Linked DNA regions of Rattus norvegicus: region 2 is linked to region 1. A link is a contact called in public Hi-C data. All regions are on one chromosome and are shown on one strand. Each heading gives the region's core, a stretch centred on a gene start, on an enhancer-like site or on the middle of the called end of the contact. The rest is flanking DNA. Distances are from core to core; before and after follow the strand shown. Region 1 overlaps LOC134481049 (a long non-coding RNA gene). Region 2 overlaps LOC103693508 (a long non-coding RNA gene).

Region 1 (3,902 bases), core at 204-2,703:
TGTGTGTGTGTGTGTAAAGCAAAAGTTACTATAACTTTATTTTTGACAACTACTTGCATATGTATAATATTTGATTTTCATGGAGGTGTTGCATACACTGCTTGTGTGAACATGCATTTGGAAGGGAGATGTTGACATTATACATCTTCCTTGATTTTTCTCTATGAGACGTGGGTTGCACTAAACCTGGAGCCCACTGGTAGGCTAGCAAGATATGAGCTATAATGATCTTCTTCCAACTCCCACCACCAGGGATCTGATGTGCAACCTCTGTGTCTTTGTTTTATGTGTGTGCTGGGGATCTCAATTCATATCCTTATGCTTGCATGGTGAGAGATTTACCCACTGACCTCCCAGTCCTCATGCTCCATTTTAAGTTACTCAGGAGCATTGCTGCTTTTAAACACTCTCTGTTATAGCCTTTCATTTGTAGCAATTAGTAAATGCCCTATGAAACATCACCAGAGATTATGCTGTGCACCACGGGGGGGGGGCATTAGAATATACTTAACTTTTAACTTACTTTTAATTTTTGATATAGGGCTGGTCTGTGTAGTCAGGTTGGCCTGGGACTTGTTATACCTGCTACACGGATGGACATGTACTATTTAAATTCTTCACTAAGCTTACTTAAATTTGATTTCTGTGATTGAATTAACCTTCTATAATTGATTAACTGGATATACCACCTTTTTGGGAATAGGCTTCAGCATATTATAGAGGGCAAACATTCCATTTTCTTCAAGATAATTCTGGTTTATCACATACCATGGTGACCCTTTATGATTCTTTTTAATTTTATTCATTTAAATTATGAATTATACCGTCAACATATAACATAAACTTTTGACATCCTGGTTAAAGTATGTTTTCAAACATTCTCATATATAATTTAAAGAGTTTTAAAATTATATATTTAGTAGCGTGTGTGTGTGTGTGTGTGTGTGTGTGTGTGTGTGTGGTGTATGTTCTTGCATGTATGTATGTGTATCAGATGCACGAAGAGCCCATAGATGTCAGAAAAGGCATAAAATTCCCTACAGCTGTTGTTACAAATAGTTGTGAGCTGCCTTCTAGACGTTAGGAATCAAACGTGGTCCCTGTAAGAGATATACTGCTCAGATTCTGAGTCAATGATCCAGCCCCTGTGTATAATTCTTCAATGAGGACATTTGTGTAGTGCAAACTATAACTTTTGTTTTGGCTTTGAAACTGTGTGTACTACATGGATAAATAAATTTATTTAAAAATATCTTCAAAGATTTAAATTATTGTTTTTAATTATAAGTAGATGTTTGTCTGTATATGGCTATGTTCATGTGAGCGCAGGGACCCCTGGAGGATGGAGGCATTAGTTACATCCTCTGGAGGTGGCGCTATTCTAGTCAGTTGTGAGCCACTTCACGTGGCTGCTAGAAACCTGACACGGGTCCTCTGAAAGCAGCAAGCGCTTGAACTGCTGAGTCATCTGTCCAGTTCCTGGACCGTAGCCCAGACTCTCCACAAACGCAAACTCAGACTCAAACTCTGTCCCTTCTGTCTCTGTCTCTTCAGCCTAACCGTGTCATGTACTACAGCAACTGGTGAGAAACAAGTTTCAAAAATATGTGTTGGTCATGCCAGAAATAACACCGATTTAAGCTCACCCACTATTTACATGTGTATTCTAGTCTAGATCAATATCAACAAAAAAATCTGGCATGTAAATTTTCACCAAATACTTATTGAAAAATGTCTTATAATTTACTGCTGTGGTGAAACACTATGACCAAAAGCAAACTGAAGGGGAAAGGACTTATTGGCTTGTACTTCCACATCACTGTTCATCATTGGAGGAAGTCAACACAGAAATACTCTCAGGGTGGAATTTGTACATAGGAGATGATGCAGGGACCACGGAGGAATGACGCTTACTGGCTTTTTCCTCTGCTTGCTTTCTTATAAAACTCAGGGCACCAGATTAGGGGTGGTACCACCCACAAAGGCTTGGGCCATCCTCCATCAATCACTAATGCAGAAAATTCTTGCATACAGCCTGATATTGAGGACATTTTTGTTGTTGTTTCTGTTGTTTGTCAAATAGTTTCTGATGACTATACCTTGTGTCAAGATGACATAAAACTAGCCCTCACAAAAACAAAAACAAAAACAAAAACACAAAAACCCTGATAAACTATTGTGTGTGCTGAAGAAAAACAGTAAAGCAAGTCAGTGGAATGCAATGTCTCATGATACCTGTGTCCTAATGCTCGTCATATAGTAATATTGTCCATTTATAACAGTCTCCACTACATTAGCCTAACAGGTAAATATCACAAGCCCTACAGTATCTTCCTGAATAAGGAATATTAACAATCTCTACACATACTGTTTCCATATAGAGATGAAATGTCTCCCCCAGAATCATGTGCTTGAAATTTTGAATCTCGGCTGGTTACTTTGTTTAGGGAGGTTGTGTGATCAGCTAGATGTGGATAACTTGGAATGGACTTTGAGCCTCTTTAACGATTTTCTACTTCCTGTCTTGCTTGTGGTTCTGCCACCACATAAGAAAATACAGCCATATACTCTTGCTGCCATGGAGTCTTTTCATCATGCATTCACTGATATTGCTTCCTCTGAAATGGTGAAGCATAATCAACTCTCTGTCTCTTGAGCTCCTTCTATCAAATAGTTTTGTTATGATGATTAAAGTAACTAACACAAAAAACTGGTTCTAGATGTTGGATTGCTGCATTGGGCTGTTGAGCTTGTGAATCTTAGGCAGTTTGTTTATGGGATGATTGTGGAAGAGACTGCAGATGTTGGCTAGAAGAGCCCCCAGAAAACTGTAAACAGAGCTTAATGAATGATTCTGTTGAGAATTTGGGAGACCAAAATCTGATGAAAATAGAGGGTAAAAACTATGCATATAATATTACAAATGAGAAAAATGACTGTATTGGGAAAAGAATAATATAGTACTTATATGTGTTTAGGAACATATACTATTTCTGTTCTGAAAATTGAATTAAGTTTGATTGAAAGTTTTTGGACTAATTTATTTGAGGGAGGGCAGTTGAGGATGACACAGAGTTCAGACTGTGACCTGATTATGGCCTGGATGGTCTTAGGTTTACATAAGAATCCAGAACAAATCAAACCATGTGACTGCAAGATCAGAGAAACCTGCCAGTTTGGAAGAAAGAGTATGTGAGTTCCTTTAGCTTGTGGAGAATGTAGGTGTGGGCAAGACAGTTGTATCTATTATTGATTTGCTTCACCCAAGATAATCCATTGACTTAGCATTAAAATAAGAGGAAAAAGATGTCTTGAGGGCAAACCCTACTTATCAAAGGTTCCAGTTTATAAGTAGAAAGATCCATTTGTATGACATTTCTTTAAAAAAATGTGACCACAGGAATTTATACTCTAACAACGATGTCTGTAGAGATATTTCCTCAACTCTGAACACACAAGCATCAGGCGGTGACTGTAGTTTGGGTCAAAGTGGACCAGGGTATATCTTGAATTGCCAGCAGGAAGTAAGATTAGCCACATGGTACTCATCTTTTGGGCATGCAGAATGCAACAGTTAAGAAGTCACAAAAGGGCAGAAGTTTGTGGCAAGGTTCTATAGAAAAGTAGTATAGAAAAGACATGAAATATGCAGAGACAACAGATTGCCTACATGAGACTACCTGAGATGGCTGTATCTAAACTCAAGAAGGTGAAGCCCTAAGATCCATTGGAGTTGCTAGGATACTGGAGAGTTAAAGAATATGGAACATCTATTGAAGAAAGCTTGGTGTTGAAGTTCAGCACACTTGAGTACTGAAAGTGGCACCACTCTAGGTGCATGACTAGCTTACTGGAGAGAGTTAATACCTCCCAGGTTCAACTGTGGAACATCTGTACATAGG
Region 2 (3,902 bases), core at 473-2,972, 210 kb after region 1:
GGAAAACTTTTGAAATTGATAGCAGCTGAGGAGAAAAGTGAAAGTAGAAGGGGGGTATGTTGTGATAGTTATCCTAAAAGGAGCATTTTACAGAGGGAAAAGACAGGAACAATACCATTTATTTGTACAGAATAAAGAGACTAACAGGAAAAGGTGAGCCCCTGTTGTGCCATGGAGAAAAACATTTTCCTTCTTTCTATAACATGTATTCATTTCTGTTTGGGTTTGTGTGTGTATGTGCGTGTACATGTGCATGTGCGCTTGCGCGTGCGTGTGTGTGTGTGTAAAACTGCATCATCAAACTGGTATAAAGGTGGGCTCGTGGAAGTCATAGGACCTCTTGTAGGTTTTGATTTTCTCTTCCATCTTGTGAGTTCAGTGGATCAAACTCCAGCCATGAGTCTTGGTGGCAAGTTTGTTTACCTGCTGAGTTGTTTTTCTGGTCCAGAATTACTGAATGTTAGTTAAAATGGAGGCCATTCAGGCATTTGGTTGAAGTAAATGAATTTGTCTACATTTTAAAAATTTCACTATGTTAGATAAAAAGCGACTGAGGGAAGGGTGAGGAGTTATAGTAGTTCATCAGATAATGTTTATAGTAGGTGCTTATAAACAGAGAGAATTATAGTGAGTGATTTTAGTTTAACTTTTAAAATAATATTTTTATTCTTTGAAAGTTTCATACACTTACGTAATGCTTATTGGTCACATCTAAATGCCACCATCTTCAACTTCCTATCATATACCCACTTGTCTGCTCTCAAACCTCACATTCTTTTATTTTAATTGTTATTGGTATTAATAGTCCCATAAGTTTACTTACTGCTGTTCATGTAATGAGCACTCACGGGGGCATGAGCTATCAATCCACTGCCATATCCCTAAAGGATATCCCTACTCTTCCTCCTCTGGTACCCACCAACAAGACCCTTTTCTTATTCATGATGGAATTGTGGTCTGGAGCAGGTAATTCAAATGGCCATGAGATCATGTGTGGGAGAGCCATTCACAACAGCATTAAGTGAAATATGGATTCTTTAATACAGTGTTGGTATGTGGCAAGCTCAGAGTTAGTAATTAGCTTATTTTCCTGACCATAGAACACTGGAGGCTCAATTTTGTTCTTTGTGAAAGTCCAGTGCTGTAATATGAGTATTTTTCTTACTACATAGCTCTAAGTACCAGCCAAACACATCATCCATCCTTGATAGCTAAATAAATAAAAAATATATTTTTAGAAAAGTAGAAATCTTTGTTATGGATAAACCAAGACAACCTAGATTGGACTGCAGGCAAACCGTTTCAAGTTTGATTGAACACAGCATCTCACTCTTCACTGTGGGTCCATTGCTTTAGCGCCCATCTCACTTCCCAACAATCTGTTTCTTCTAGGAATCAGTCTAGAGCAGGGCATCTTACTGCATGGCCAAGGTGCCAGGCACTTCTGAGAACTGCCAGTTACCCATCACAAAACAGAAGCACAAGCATTGAGTGTAAGCTTCTAGAAATTTCTATAAACCTCCCTTGACTTTGTGATTTTGTACATATTGGCTCAAATAATACATTACGCACGTCTTAATATCTTTTTTTCCCCTTTGTTTCTTGTTAGATATATAAAGCACTCAGAAAGAGATAGGTGAGCCTCTCTTCATGGTCAGAGAAGCACTGGCCTTGCACTTTCCAGTCTACTAAAGGTTATTATAGGACAGCTTGGTCAACATTAACATGTGTTTCTCACTTCCTGGAGCCTCAAGAACTACAATGAGGTTGCATAATTACATCCTCAAAGGAACTCACAGTTTGATTAAGAAGCTTCCCTTCCCCTAAGAAAATTCATGTGAAATCATTCAGAATGCGAGCAGTCATATTTAAATGCTAGATGGGGTATCAGTAGAATTGCATTTGTATGTGCTAAAATTCTACGTCATTTTATATGATCGCCTGGATCTCCTCCTATTACTATTTAACTTGATAGGACATTTTCTCATGGTGCGCATTGAGTGTTTATGAGGAGGATAGCTAGTAAAACATGAATTTGTCCATCCCATGTAATTTTTCCATGAAAATTCTGAACATTTGCACTTAGAAATTATGTATGAGTAATCTCATAAAAAAGTGAAAGGTCCTAAATCCTCAATAATAAGTTGTTTTTGATAGGTATGCTAAGGGGGTCTATTTTTCAATAAACAGCCACCTATTTTCAAGATCTTACCAGAGAAAATTATTATCATAGCTAGGAGTAAGATAGGCAAACAAGACTTTTTAATCTTGAAAAATTTGCAGAGCTTAATTTGAACATGACATCAATTTTAAAAAGTTTTAGTTAATTTATCCTAAGTCATTGTTCCTTCTATTAGAACCAGAGGCTTTGGAAACTTCACCCACACAAACTCCCTGTTTCCCTGTGCCGGTGACAGCAGGAACACGCTTTGTACTATTAAATTGTTGTTACTGCCCTCTAGTGGCAACAGCTAATCCTTGTTCTTTTTCTACCGATGTCTGAGCCACAGAAATTCAGAACCTGAAGGGCAGGCCACAGCTAGGGTACTGCGAGGAGTTAAATAGGAACCAGAACCTCGTATCATGTATTTCAGGAGTTTGTTCAAAGAATAAGCTGGGTCTCTGTATGGGGAAAAGAGGAAGGAGGTTTCATCCATGTATCTGATTGATTCGCCATATGAAGCACCACATTCAAATATCATTTTTCAAAGAATACGGTTTTCTCTTTACATGTTTGAAGGCAGGTGGCTTTCCATTTCCTCAGAAAATGACTCTCGAAATTTAAGATAGCTTATATGATATGTGCTCAGAAGTTACAATGTATACCGTATGGTGGGGATCTATCCAGATTCAGGCTGTAGGAGCTAGAAATCCTACCTCCTGCCTCACTGGTGATGATGTTCTCAGGCTGTTCACAGTCAGCCAGAGTTTGAATAGCTAAAACCTTGGATGGTTGACCAGAGAAATTTCAGAAGTGAAGACCTATCGTAGAATAGTCTTTATTGTGGAATTAACTTATAATGTGACGAAGCACTCCATTCAATGATTTATTAAAAAAAATATCAATTTATTAGATTTCTACCTCACTTCATAGGTAACCTTGAGGGGATACTAAAAAAATTGAAGCTTTACTCTCATCATTTGTGTATGTACACACTTAGAATCATTAGTACACTTGTACAGTCAGAGAAGTATTCATGGTTCATATAACTAAATAACCTGAAATAAAACAAATTTATATGTTAAGAGAAAGTCATTACAAGTTTGCATTATATGGAGTGCATAGTCAGCAATAAATGTCAGCATTGCCAATGGGTATCACGGAGCAAATTTACAGGCTCATGGGAGCAAACGCTCTGGAAGGTTTCCTTCAGCGCAGAGACGATTTTGACATTTCCATAAAAGAAACTTAATATATGAATCCATGAGAGGTGTTACCTTGAGGTTTGACCGAAAGATAAAATAAATAAGAAGTCAGAGAATGATTCTGTAATAAAATTCAGTTGAGCGTGGGTACATGAAGAATGACATTAAAGGAAAGTTGGGATTATTTACTTTTCTCTCTTACCGTTACCTCGAACCAAGAGCAGATGGGAAGGGAAACGCGTCAAGTTCAACATCCAATTCACATCATGCCATAGCACATATAAACCGTATGAACACAAAAGAGCAAAGACTCTGGGTAAATATAAGGTTTTGTGCCTTCTGTGGGGAAATGGGCCATAAAAAATATCTATTGTTTTGCAAAGAAATCATATTGCACGTGTGTTTGAATTCTGTAATCATTGTGCTGTTGATAATTTTATGTAGTTTGAAAGCTGTGTGGCATCCATAGTTCGAGATGCATTATTAAAGTCAGAAATGTATTCATATGTGTAAAGTTTTAAGTAAAAATAGAAAGT

What was found. A called contact is a pair of places that touch in the nucleus more often than the background predicts.
Region 2: a contact with region 1 is called in a Hi-C map of hepatocytes, with 2.9 times the contacts expected there. The contact joins two enhancer-like sites. A contact is called at or near these places in 12 of 12 Hi-C or Micro-C datasets (the A7r5 cell line, the Rat2 cell line, Schwann cells and 7 more).

The regions. Positions count from the first base shown.
Region 1 is chr11:29,304,003-29,307,904 of GRCr8, forward strand. All of the region lies in intron 2 of LOC134481049 (a long non-coding RNA gene), which reads right to left. All of the region lies in intron 1 of LOC103693508 (a long non-coding RNA gene), which reads left to right. Among named protein-coding and RNA genes, the nearest start is that of Usp25, 220 kb to the left of the region's middle. Within about 2 kb of position 1,454, at least 3 of the 93 cell types and tissues checked have an H3K27ac peak or open chromatin away from gene starts, as enhancers often do.
Region 2 is chr11:29,516,714-29,520,615 of GRCr8, forward strand. All of the region lies in intron 4 of LOC103693508 (a long non-coding RNA gene), which reads left to right. Among named protein-coding and RNA genes, the nearest start is that of Mir99a, 170 kb to the right of the region's middle. Within about 2 kb of position 1,723, at least 2 of the 93 cell types and tissues checked have an H3K27ac peak or open chromatin away from gene starts, as enhancers often do.